Regions from separate parts of the Pan troglodytes genome. Here region 2 is linked to region 1. The links are chromatin contacts, called in public Hi-C maps. All regions are on one chromosome and are shown on one strand. The core of a region is the stretch at or near the end of the contact, and the rest is flanking DNA. Distances in the headings are between cores, read along the strand shown.

Region 1 (5,008 bases), core at 2,076-4,575:
AGCAAGCATGTGGTCAGATGACAGGTATTTTTAGAATATCTTTTTGCTTTATATATACTTGGGTGGGGGCTGGTGGAAGCAAAGAGATGTCATGCATTTGTCTGTGCATGTTTATCACCCCCATATCTGTGTGAATTTGCAAAGTAACATGGCTATATTTCCACACTTAGCAACTAAATGCATTTTTAGAACCAAAGTATCCATCATGAAAGCCAAGACACTGAACATTTGAGATGCTTTTACAATTAAAAGCTATACAAGATACTGTCTTAAAACAGCATCTTCTAGGGCAATGCCACATAGTCATATCAACTGGACTCCGGGCCTGGTCCCCATGTCTGGCATATATAATATAGACTCATCATGGGAGTCCCAATAAGTGAAAGGAACCAACATTAGGATTATGAGCAGTCTGTTCATTAGCCAGATAGCCAACTAAATATTTTACTCTCCACCGTCTCTCAGGATATGCAGAAATAAAAACTATACAGTAAGGCTTAACACAGAGCATCTGATTATTTTGAATATTGCCAAGGTTTATATGATGGTTTATACATATTTCAAAGACTGTATTATTATATAGGATGTGAGACAAGTTGAAACAATTGTGTAGCCCTAAAGATTCCTAGCAATGTCTGTCACATATTAAGAGCAACTATTAACACCTACATGTTATATCAGATATTTTCGCTTTCAAATAGCTATTAAGCTGAGCAGAATACCAGTTTTGAAATCTGCATACTGAAGGATATACTGAATTTAAATGGTTTGCCTGCTCATTCACTAATAAATTCCCATTAATGGCCAGTAGATTAGGACATGATTGTCATGCTTCTTTTCTAATCTTTTTATAGATCTCCAGATGGCTGAAACATGAATTGAAACATTCTGGTTTACCTGGGAGTAAACAATCTCTATTTCAGTTAAAAGTGAAAAGTTACGTTTTCCACATCATTTGGATCAGAATTATGCTATTTCATAAATTCAAATACATTAGGTTTGTCACCATATTTAGAACACCTCTGAATCCTATTCAGATTACTGCAAAGCACATGAAGAACTGGCCTATCACTGAAATCCCCTTTTAATATTTGGTTTGTATGATTCAAATGCATGTAAACCACAGTGCACTAGTACAGTCAAGACTACCATTTTCTACATAAAAGCCATTTAATTTACAGTGATTTGTATAGTTCAGGCAAGGTACCTGACTGGCTTACTTTCTAACAAAAGTATTCTATTATTTACTCTGTATCTTGAATTTCTTTTTTATAGGCAGTTACAGGTTATATTTGTATTATGCTTGATATATAATATACAAAGGCTCCCTGTAGAGGAGAAGGCTGCACATATAGAAACTTAGAGCATGAATTAGGAGATATGCAACCCACTGCATGCCTACCGCCTAGTAAATAATACTCTATTTTGTACATCACTTGGATTTTATCAAATGTAAATTTTAAAATTACCTTTGGTTGGTTGGATTGTCTATTCATTTTATGTTCTTTGCAGTCTCATCTGAAAAATAGTCAAGAAAACAAATGATCACAGTTTATATATATGTATACATATAAAGTCATATAGATATTGCTTCATTTAAAATATTGCTATTACCATGATTCCTTAAAATGCCAGAGATTCCATAAAACCCCAGTACAATGTATCCTAGGTCTCAGCACCCACAGGGTTAAATATGCTAATTTGCATTCAAATGGAGACATGCATGATAATGTGAATGCAAAATATGCAGAATCTGGAGGGGTTTGAGAAATTAATTTTTCTTTCTTCTTTTCTTTTATTTTTAGCTTGGAAGGAAGAGGGACTCTTAAAAAAACATTAGGGACTTGAACCTTGTAACCTGCCATACAAAAGAGGAGAGTCTTTCCATGTAAGGATTTTAAGTCTGGAACAAAGTCTTATTTTCTAAATGTTTAAGGAACTGAATTTCCAGGCCTTTCGAACAATGGCAATCCCTGGATAAATATCTACTCCATTAGAAAGATGCAAATAGTTTACTGTAAGGCCACAGCACCGTGAGATGTGCATTCATATCTATGGCTCCTGATTGGCTCTTTCCTCCAGTAAATCAATGAATAATGTAAAACCTGATTGCTGTAAAGTGGTGGATTTTTGAAAAATTCCCTTCCCCCATTCCCTCTCGATCCAACATTCAGGAATTCAATACTCCCCAAAATAGGTTGTTTTTCTTTTATGATTTTTTTATGCTTATTGTTATTTTGGACTGGAGGGGTGGGGCTATTGGTTTTGCAAAATGAAAGTATTGCCCTGGTTTAATTATGCTGACTGTGGGAGCTCGCTTCCTGAGACAGCGCCCTAATTACCGGTGCCAAGGTGGAGAAAGGAGGGTGGTAGACAGAGGTGGACACCAAGAAAGGGAGGAAACGGAACCCGACTCTGCGGTGCTGGGCCCAAGGCAGCCACAGCTCCAAAGGGGCCCCCGGCCGTGGCCGTGACTTGACAGAGCCTCCGGTCTAACTTCTGATCAATTCCACTGCTCTCCTGACCCCTCAAGACAGTCCCCCATTCAAGCACCGCGGGTACATTTGCAAGATAAAACGCCGCAGACACTAATGCAAATACATTGCCCGAGTTCCCATCACCCTGGGTTCCTGCAGATAATTCCAGGCCACAGAAAGGAGTTCTTGCCTTCCTCAGCCGGGTCTAGACTCTAAGCAAACCGCAAAGACCTAGCTCCGTTTGGATACCAGAAGCGTCTTAAGCTGAACCGCTCCAAGTACCAATAACTAACCATGATGGTTGCATCTTGATGAATCTGAACTTGGGATAACCCTGTAAAGCGGCCTCTCACCTCCCAAAATTCAAAAGGCAAAGAGAAAAGGGAAGTGGAAAGCCACCAGATCTACTTAGCTACTGTACTAAGTTTTCCACCAAAATCTAATCAGACCCTCGCTTCCTTGCCAGGTAATTGCAACTTTGGGGCGGTTAAAGGGAGGCGAATTATTCAAAATGCGAATTCGAATACAGAAGTGCAAAATACAAGTGCATTTTGCTCTAGGTTTAAAAGGGAAAAGCCCCCCCAAACACACCACCACCACCACCACCACAAAATTACATACAAAAATTCCCTTTTCCAACGCGAAGATTTCCTGGCATCTCTCTGCGATTGGGGGTCAAGCCGCTGGATAATTAACAGTACTGGCTAAGAAAACTCACGAGATCAACAGGTTTAACATCCGAGGCACACAATCAATTAGCTGAAGCAAAGCCCCGGACTGGCCCTCGGAGCGGCCCGCAGCGGGACTCTGCGGGCACCGGCTAGCGGGCGAGGTGAGGAGTGCGAGCGCGGGGCCGCGGCGGGCACTGCTGGCCTCGCGCCGCGGGCGAGCTGCAGCCTGAGGGCCGCCACGATACTCACTTGATCTCCCTGCGCCAGGCAATGCTGCCCCCCAAATCCAGCTGGGCAGGAACCGAGGCGCCGGCTGAAAGACAAGATCCAGAGTCACAGCACGGCCGCAGCACACAAACAGGCTTCTTTCGGCGTCTCCAAAAAAAAAAAAAAAAATGTTTTTCTCATCATTCCTCTCCTCTGCTCAACACATTTAATACTGCCGCTCAATTCCACATGGTGATTCTTGGTTGATTGCGTCTAAAATAGTTTAAATGGGTCTTCCCTTCTGGGGAGAGGGAGAAGGGCGCAAAAGACCAAGGAGTAAAAAAAAAGCCAACTTTTACCCCCCATACCAGGCACTTGCTCCCTGAGCCTCGGAGTGGAGAGTGAAGTGGTGTGTGCGAGGCTTGGCAAGTTTTTGGGGGGGCTGTCCAAGGTCTAGTCCAGCCCCCTCTGCCGAGGAGGACGTGCTCTGAAACTCAACCAATTTCCCCACTGCTTTTGTTACTGATGAACTGAAGCCCTATTGTTCATCCATTGCCACGGTCTTTTTCAGTCCCCACACTACGTTCTGCGTTGCCAGAGATAATGAATTTGCACCCAAACCTCTCATAGTCCCCTCCTGACAGACGGAACAAATTAGAAATGTCTCGTCTGAAGGAAGGCAATGGCTACATTTTCCTATTGTAGGATGCAAAGCACACATTTCTTTGGAAACTTCTTTTGCTTTTTTCTTTTTTTTAAATCCTTTTCTTCTCTTTTTCTTTTTTCCTCCAGTTTTTTTTTTCTCTCTTGGTTTCTTAAGATTCTTCTTCTTTTTTTTTTTTATTACAGAATCTCCCTGTCGTTTTTCCAATGCACTGTTTTATGTAACTTGTGAGTCTTCCTAACCTTCTTCCCCTTCTTTCCTCTCCTTTCTTAAGGACTCCCTTTGCAATTTTATTTACAAACTTGGAGAATGACCTTTTGACTCGCAGACTTTTTTTTTTTTAAAGGTCTTTTGGTTCAAGTCCCCCTTCTTCACTCCTCCCCGTTTGTGTCGTGGTTGTTAAATGTGTTTGGCTAAAGACAAGCAATGCATTCTAAAGAATTTTATTCTCTAAACTCTAGAGGTATTCTAAATGTACCAGGGACGCGCCATAGGGGTTATCTATTTGAGGAGGAAGAAAAAGCGGGTGTGTGTGTGTGTGTGTGCGCGCGCGCGCGCGTCTGTCTTCCACGGAAAGAGAGACGGAGAGATGTGGGAGGGTGGGGGTGGAAGTATGCAGACAGAGAAGGGTGGGGGCTTCGAGGGGAAGGTGGGCTTCCTGCAACACAAGCGGAGAGGCTGTCAGGGGTGTGGGCGCGGGGGTGCGGGGAGGCGGTGCAGGAATCCGTCCCGCCGAGTGCCGTCGGCCCCTGTGGGCCTGTTTGCGCGCCTGGGGCTGGCCGCATCCTGGGCGCGGGTGTCTGCGTGCCAGGGTGGTAGTTCCGAGCCTGCGCGCGTGCGACCGGGTACGGGAGGGGGAAGAGTGCCGTAAAAATTCAGACGAGTGGCCCGTATGTAAATGCAGCCCGCGGGGAGCAGGGAGGCGGTAATGAGAGCCGCTGGCGCTCAGCCCCGCCGGCGGCCCCTAGCTTTCCCGCCAAGTGCAGCCG
Region 2 (5,497 bases), core at 408-2,907, 470 kb before region 1:
TCTTTTAGCATTCCTATTAATGTCTGAAAAATACAGTGTCCTGATTTTATCACTGAAAACCAAATACAGTAAATAACATTTAGTAAAGCAGTTTTGGTGATAAAAATCAGCCCTCAAATGCCCATACTTACAAAGGGATACTTTCTTTACCCAGTGGTGGGTTCATAATGTAGTCTTTGGTGATTGGTTTTACCCAGAGCAGAACCATAAATAAAGGTGCCAAGAAGTTGATATGAAGTAAAGTTCTGAAAGCACGTAAGAAATAAATATAAAAATTCAGAAACAGCACGTGCTAATAAACTACAGAAGCTGGGGTCTTACTAAAATGGAGGTAGGAGTTTATTTGCGGTATTCTACTACTTACGATACTACTGTCACCATCATTTTATATTTATCATTATGATTTAACACTGATTTGAGCCTGTGAGAAATTATATCATTATCTTAATTTTTCAAATGAGAACATTTAGATATAGAAAAGTTAAATGACTTGCTCTTGGCAATAAGTTAATGTAAATATAGGACTAAAATTCAGATTTGTTCACTTCTATTCTAGTATTCTTTAATAATCCCATACTTTATTCCTGATTTAATAAGCAGGTATTTAATGATTCTAACTTTATATAGTCAATGAATCTAATGGATTTTCAGTACAGAAGAGTCGTCTGATACTTTCTAGGGCAACTGAAACAAAGTGTCTCCTCATTATCTACAAGTAAATGATAGTGATTAGCCAGGTCCATATTACTAGAAGGCATATGGCAGACGGAACCTACTGCAACAACCCGCAACTGAGGAACCTTTTAACGTGTAATGATCATTTATAATTTTTAACTTCCATTGTTAACAATCGTTAAGTGATTCCACATTTTAATTTCTTTTTGAATGAGTATGAACACACTTGAAATAATTTCCCTATCCTACATATATATATATATATATAATTTGCATTACTCCTGACAAGGCAATATACCTAATACAGCAAAGGTTTCAGGTCTGCGCTATAACTTCATTGTTAATTGTCCAAGTTTGTATCCTACAGAGACAGATGGCTGATAAAAATTTTTCTTATTTTAGAAAAAACGCAAATTCTTCACCCATTTTATTACCATAAACTGCTTTCATTATCAACCACACTTAAGAGCTAAACTGGAGGGTTCAAAATACACACAAACACCACATTTTAAAGTATCACTACACAGGCAGACAGTGATCTGTGTGAGTGAACAGGGCTGGGTCAGGAAGCCACAAACACCTAACAGGGAAAGACAGAACTCCCGCTCTAACCTCTGATATAAAAACACATCCTAGTGCCTAGCCATGGGGGTGAAGAGAATGCTGCTCTTTGTGCCAGTCATGTTACTCTCACAACAGAACTAGCTTGCCCACACCCTTGTATCAAGGCAGAGTGCTACAACACAATGAGGGGCTGCAATAAACTGAAAATAAAATAAAACCCCAAATCCCCCAAGGGAAAAAATCTTAAAATGAAGGCACATTTTACTAAAAAGGACACTAAAATGTACACTCCACCTCCAACCATCACCAAATGCTTTAAATGTTTTTATAAAGTGATTCTTTCATCCCACAGCCTGGGTAAACCATCGGATGTGGGGAAGAAAGCAGCAGTATTAGGTATGCAGTGTTGCTAGGGAACACTCTAGTATCAAGGAGCAGCCCACAGCGGTTTCAGTAGCTTGTGAAGGGCTCCCCTCCACCCACCCTTTTCAGCTTATTTAAATCATAACACTGGGGTTAGTGGACTGAAGTGTGTGTGCAGAGAGAAGGGGGAGAACCAGGTTTTGTCTTAAAAGAAGCCATTAGGGAGACGGGTGGTGGGAGAAAGATGGGATGCAGCCAAAAGCACACTGAGTAAAAGGAGAAAAAAAAAAAAAAAGAGGGATGAAGGAGTGTGTAGTGGGAGGCGATAGTAAGTAAACACACGTACAAAGCTTATGTAGAAAAATGGAAGTGAGGTTAAAAAAAAAAGACAGTCAAAATTAAATTAAAGGGAAATGACAGGTAAGAGAGACAAGAATGTGAAAAGACTAAAGAATCAGCATCATTAAAAATAGGTTTTAAAGAATAGAAATGTTAGGAAATAAGATCACCCAGATAAACTTAATGGTTATAAATACACATATCAAAATGAAATATTCTCAAGTTGGGCTTCTACTGCAAAACAAAACGATGAGACAGGAACTTTGATCTGCATATGATTTGAAGTAGATATAAGCCTATCTTTCTGCCAAGATGTCTACATCAACAAAAAAAATCTGTGACAAGCACAAAGAATATAGTAAATGGGCTTTGAACTACATATGAAGATGAAATGTGACTTGTCCAAACTAATATATAATTTCAGAACTAAAATAGAATTTGGTAGTTAGAAGTAATGTACAACATATAACATTGTAGAGTACTAACAATCCCAAAATAATGTATTATTTTAATAAGAGTCTAATAAGCAGGTCAGTAACTTAAGGAAAACAAACACCTCTTACATACAACTTTAAGTTTTAAAATGTTTTTAAATAAAATTTTACATTAAAAAGTTAATTTAAATAGATATATATGAAAATTTAAAACAATATTTTAAAGTAAAATGATCTTATTTTTTAAGGGAAATTTCTATGGATCCTCAGTTTAGTTGTAGAGATTGCAATATAAGCCCCTGAATTAGAAAGAACATAAATTTTGAGATTTTCATTTTAACAGGTAAGACAAATTTAGTAATCGATGATGTATCTTTTTAAATACAAGACTTAAAATTTAGAAGCAAATAAAAGAAACTTGCTTATAGTTGAAAGAGGAAGTAGTGTGACATCAAATGGTTATTTTCAATACAATAATTTATGATTACATTACAATATTATACCTTCATTAAGATGGAAAACATATATTTATCTGCATGTGCTTATGTACATTTTCCGCTTACTGTGTAATTTTTTCTGTTGCCAAATTCAGGGCATCCAGATGCATTTGAGCCAGTCGTAATCCAGGAAATGTCAAAAAAGCCCCAATGAATGAACAGAAAATAGCCAGGAAAAATTTGAAAGTAAGTTTTGAAACAGGACTCCTAAAAATAAAATTTTTTAAAAAGCTGATAAATTTTTATAATTAGCTTTTGAAGAATTTCTTTTCTTCTAATCAATTATCTTACAAATAACAATAACAGTAAAACAAAGCAAATTTCTACAAAAAGATTGCTATTATTCAAGTACCTATAATGGATTCTGGTGAACTGTAAACTAAATGAGGCATCTCTTTAGTCATAGTCGCAGCAACCTAACCTACACATTCAACAGGGAATTGACATATAACTTGGATATAAATTTAATCTCTTGAGGGAGAGGAATTTAAGAAATGCAAATTTACATAAGAATTCTATAAAAGACACTATATAGTCATAAAAATTATGAGTAAGGATGTTTCTAGAAGTGACAGTCCAACTTAAAACTCTTTACTAATTTAAAACAGCTATTTATAGTAAATACTGCTTTATTAAAAATAGAAAAGGTTAAATTTAAATAATGCTTAATTTTTCAAAAACTTACTGAGATTCTAAACCTTGCTTTTCAAGAAACTGCATCGCACTGTCTGAAAAATTTGTAAACCCTGTGGGGGAAAAAAAAAAAAAAACAACAGATTACTCTTATCACAAATGTGAAATACAGAATCTTTCTATGGAAATAAAATGTTAGAAAACAGAGCATCTTAAATTTTGAAGTGACTAGCTTAGCTCTTTCATGTGTTAATTAGTATGCCATAATGCAATAAAATTTGGTTATTAGCAGGAACAGTCTTTGAAAACGTCCCTTTGATATTTGTACATTCCATGAGTGTGCATAAAATTTGCATTAATTCTTCAACTATAAGAGTAAACTTTAGCATTACAGAAACTTATTTAACTGTAAGGAAAAAAATGAGACAGTATTTTTGGAAAAAACATTAATTAAAAACTTAGCTAAAACAAAAGCAAAAAATGAAGATCTTAATAATAAAGGTTAATTATTTTGAACATTACAGAGTATACACTTTAAATTTAATTTTAGATATTTATCAGACATAAAACTTAAATACTGAAGTCAAAAATATTAACACTAGATAAAGCAAAATTGATTTTTAAAGTTGTATGAAACTATTACCTGTTTCAAGTCCAAATTCCAGATAATTTTCTGTTACAATCAACACTGCCATTGCTTTGACAAAGAAAAAAAATCCAAAGGTGACACAAACAGATCTTTCACCACCATCTTCTACTTTAAAATAGTGTGTAGTTAATGAAAATAGAACTTTGCTGCAGAAGGAAAAGTTCAGGAAAAACCACAATAAATTTATAGGAGCTATACACAATGATCTTTATAGGACTTGATTGCAATAAAATTTGACTACAACATTTATTTCCAAGTGGAGTTTAAAACACTTTTAAATTAAGGAAAAGAGCACCCATATACTAAGTTGTAGCTAGGGAATGTATTTCTAGTTTATCTCACTCAAATTTTACTAGAAGGTTATTTCAAGATTTTTATGCAGTTATGTTCTCAGTGACATGAAAAGCCAGGGTAGAGGTTATTCTAGAGAACTGTCTTTATTAGGCATGTCTGTTAAATCAGTTTACATTTATAATTAAACACATAACACAGGAATCCTCCGTAATAATTCAACAAGTTAAAATTTGAGAATTTTACTAGTAGCTATTGTTGCTCTGTGGTATGAAAACTAAGTGTCTGGGGTCACCACTTCACATTAGTAATAAGAAAAAATCTTTAGAGAAAACAAGTTCCAACTGAGTATTCAAAAACAGCAAAAGTTTCAACATGTTCACCTATTAAAATAGGCTGAAGAGATTATCTTATCTGAACCACCCCAACACACACAAATTGATTTAATCAAGGTTAAATCAGTGCATGGCCCAAAGATAGAACTCAGATCTCCATTATACACCAAATTGTTCTCCTTGAAATCGCAAAACAAACTAAGGTGCTTGGCAAACAAACCTAGAAAAGTAACCTTTACGTAAAGTTTATGTCAAGCATGGAAAATAACAGCTATCATTTAGTACTTGCCATATGCCGGGCATTACCAATTAACTTTTAATTCTCACACTAACCACATTATTATTGCTACTTTACAGACATTTTAAAAAACTTAAACAAACAAACAAACAAAAAACAACTGTGGGCCGGGCGCAATGGCTCACGCCTGTAATCCCAGCACTTTGGGAGGTCTAAGCCGGCAGATCACCTGAAGTCAGGAGTATGAGACCAGCCTGGCCAACACGGCGAAACCCCGTCTCTACTTAAAATACAAAAATTGCCGGGCGTGGTGGCTCACGCCTGTGATCCCAGCACTTTGGGAGGCCGAGGCGGCTGGATCACGAGGTCAGGAGATCGAGACCATGCTGGCTAACATGATGAAACCCCGTCTCTACTAAAAATACAAAAATTAGCTGGGCATGGGGGCGGGCGCCTGTAGTCACAGCTACTAGGGAGGC

The links. A called contact is a pair of places that touch in the nucleus more often than the background predicts.
Region 2: a contact with region 1 is called in a Hi-C map of stem cell-derived neural progenitor cells, with 5 times the contacts expected there. The contact joins two enhancer-like sites. A contact is called at or near these places in 2 of 7 Hi-C or Micro-C datasets (induced pluripotent stem cells and stem cell-derived neural progenitor cells) and 1 of 1 datasets of contacts at active chromatin or transcription factors (stem cell-derived excitatory neurons).

The regions. Positions count from the first base shown.
Region 1 is chr4:27,474,873-27,479,880 of NHGRI_mPanTro3-v2.0_pri, reverse strand. LOC112209211 reads right to left here. Exons shown (of 5, transcript XR_008547911.2): 3 at 3,398-3,461; 4 at 1,470-1,518. Among named protein-coding and RNA genes, the nearest start is that of MIR9-2, 5.1 kb to the left of the region's middle. Within about 2 kb of position 3,325, at least 15 of the 24 cell types and tissues checked have an H3K27ac peak or open chromatin away from gene starts, as enhancers often do. A contact at or near this core is called in induced pluripotent stem cells and stem cell-derived neural progenitor cells, where this site is marked.
Region 2 is chr4:27,942,306-27,947,802 of NHGRI_mPanTro3-v2.0_pri, reverse strand. TMEM161B (transmembrane protein 161B) reads right to left here. Exons shown (of 13, transcript XM_063810278.1): 6 at 4,149-4,300; 7 at 3,558-3,618; 8 at 2,939-3,079; 9 at 132-245. Among named protein-coding and RNA genes, the nearest start is that of TMEM161B, 66 kb to the right of the region's middle. Within about 2 kb of position 1,657, at least 10 of the 24 cell types and tissues checked have an H3K27ac peak or open chromatin away from gene starts, as enhancers often do. A contact at or near this core is called in induced pluripotent stem cells and stem cell-derived neural progenitor cells, where this site is marked.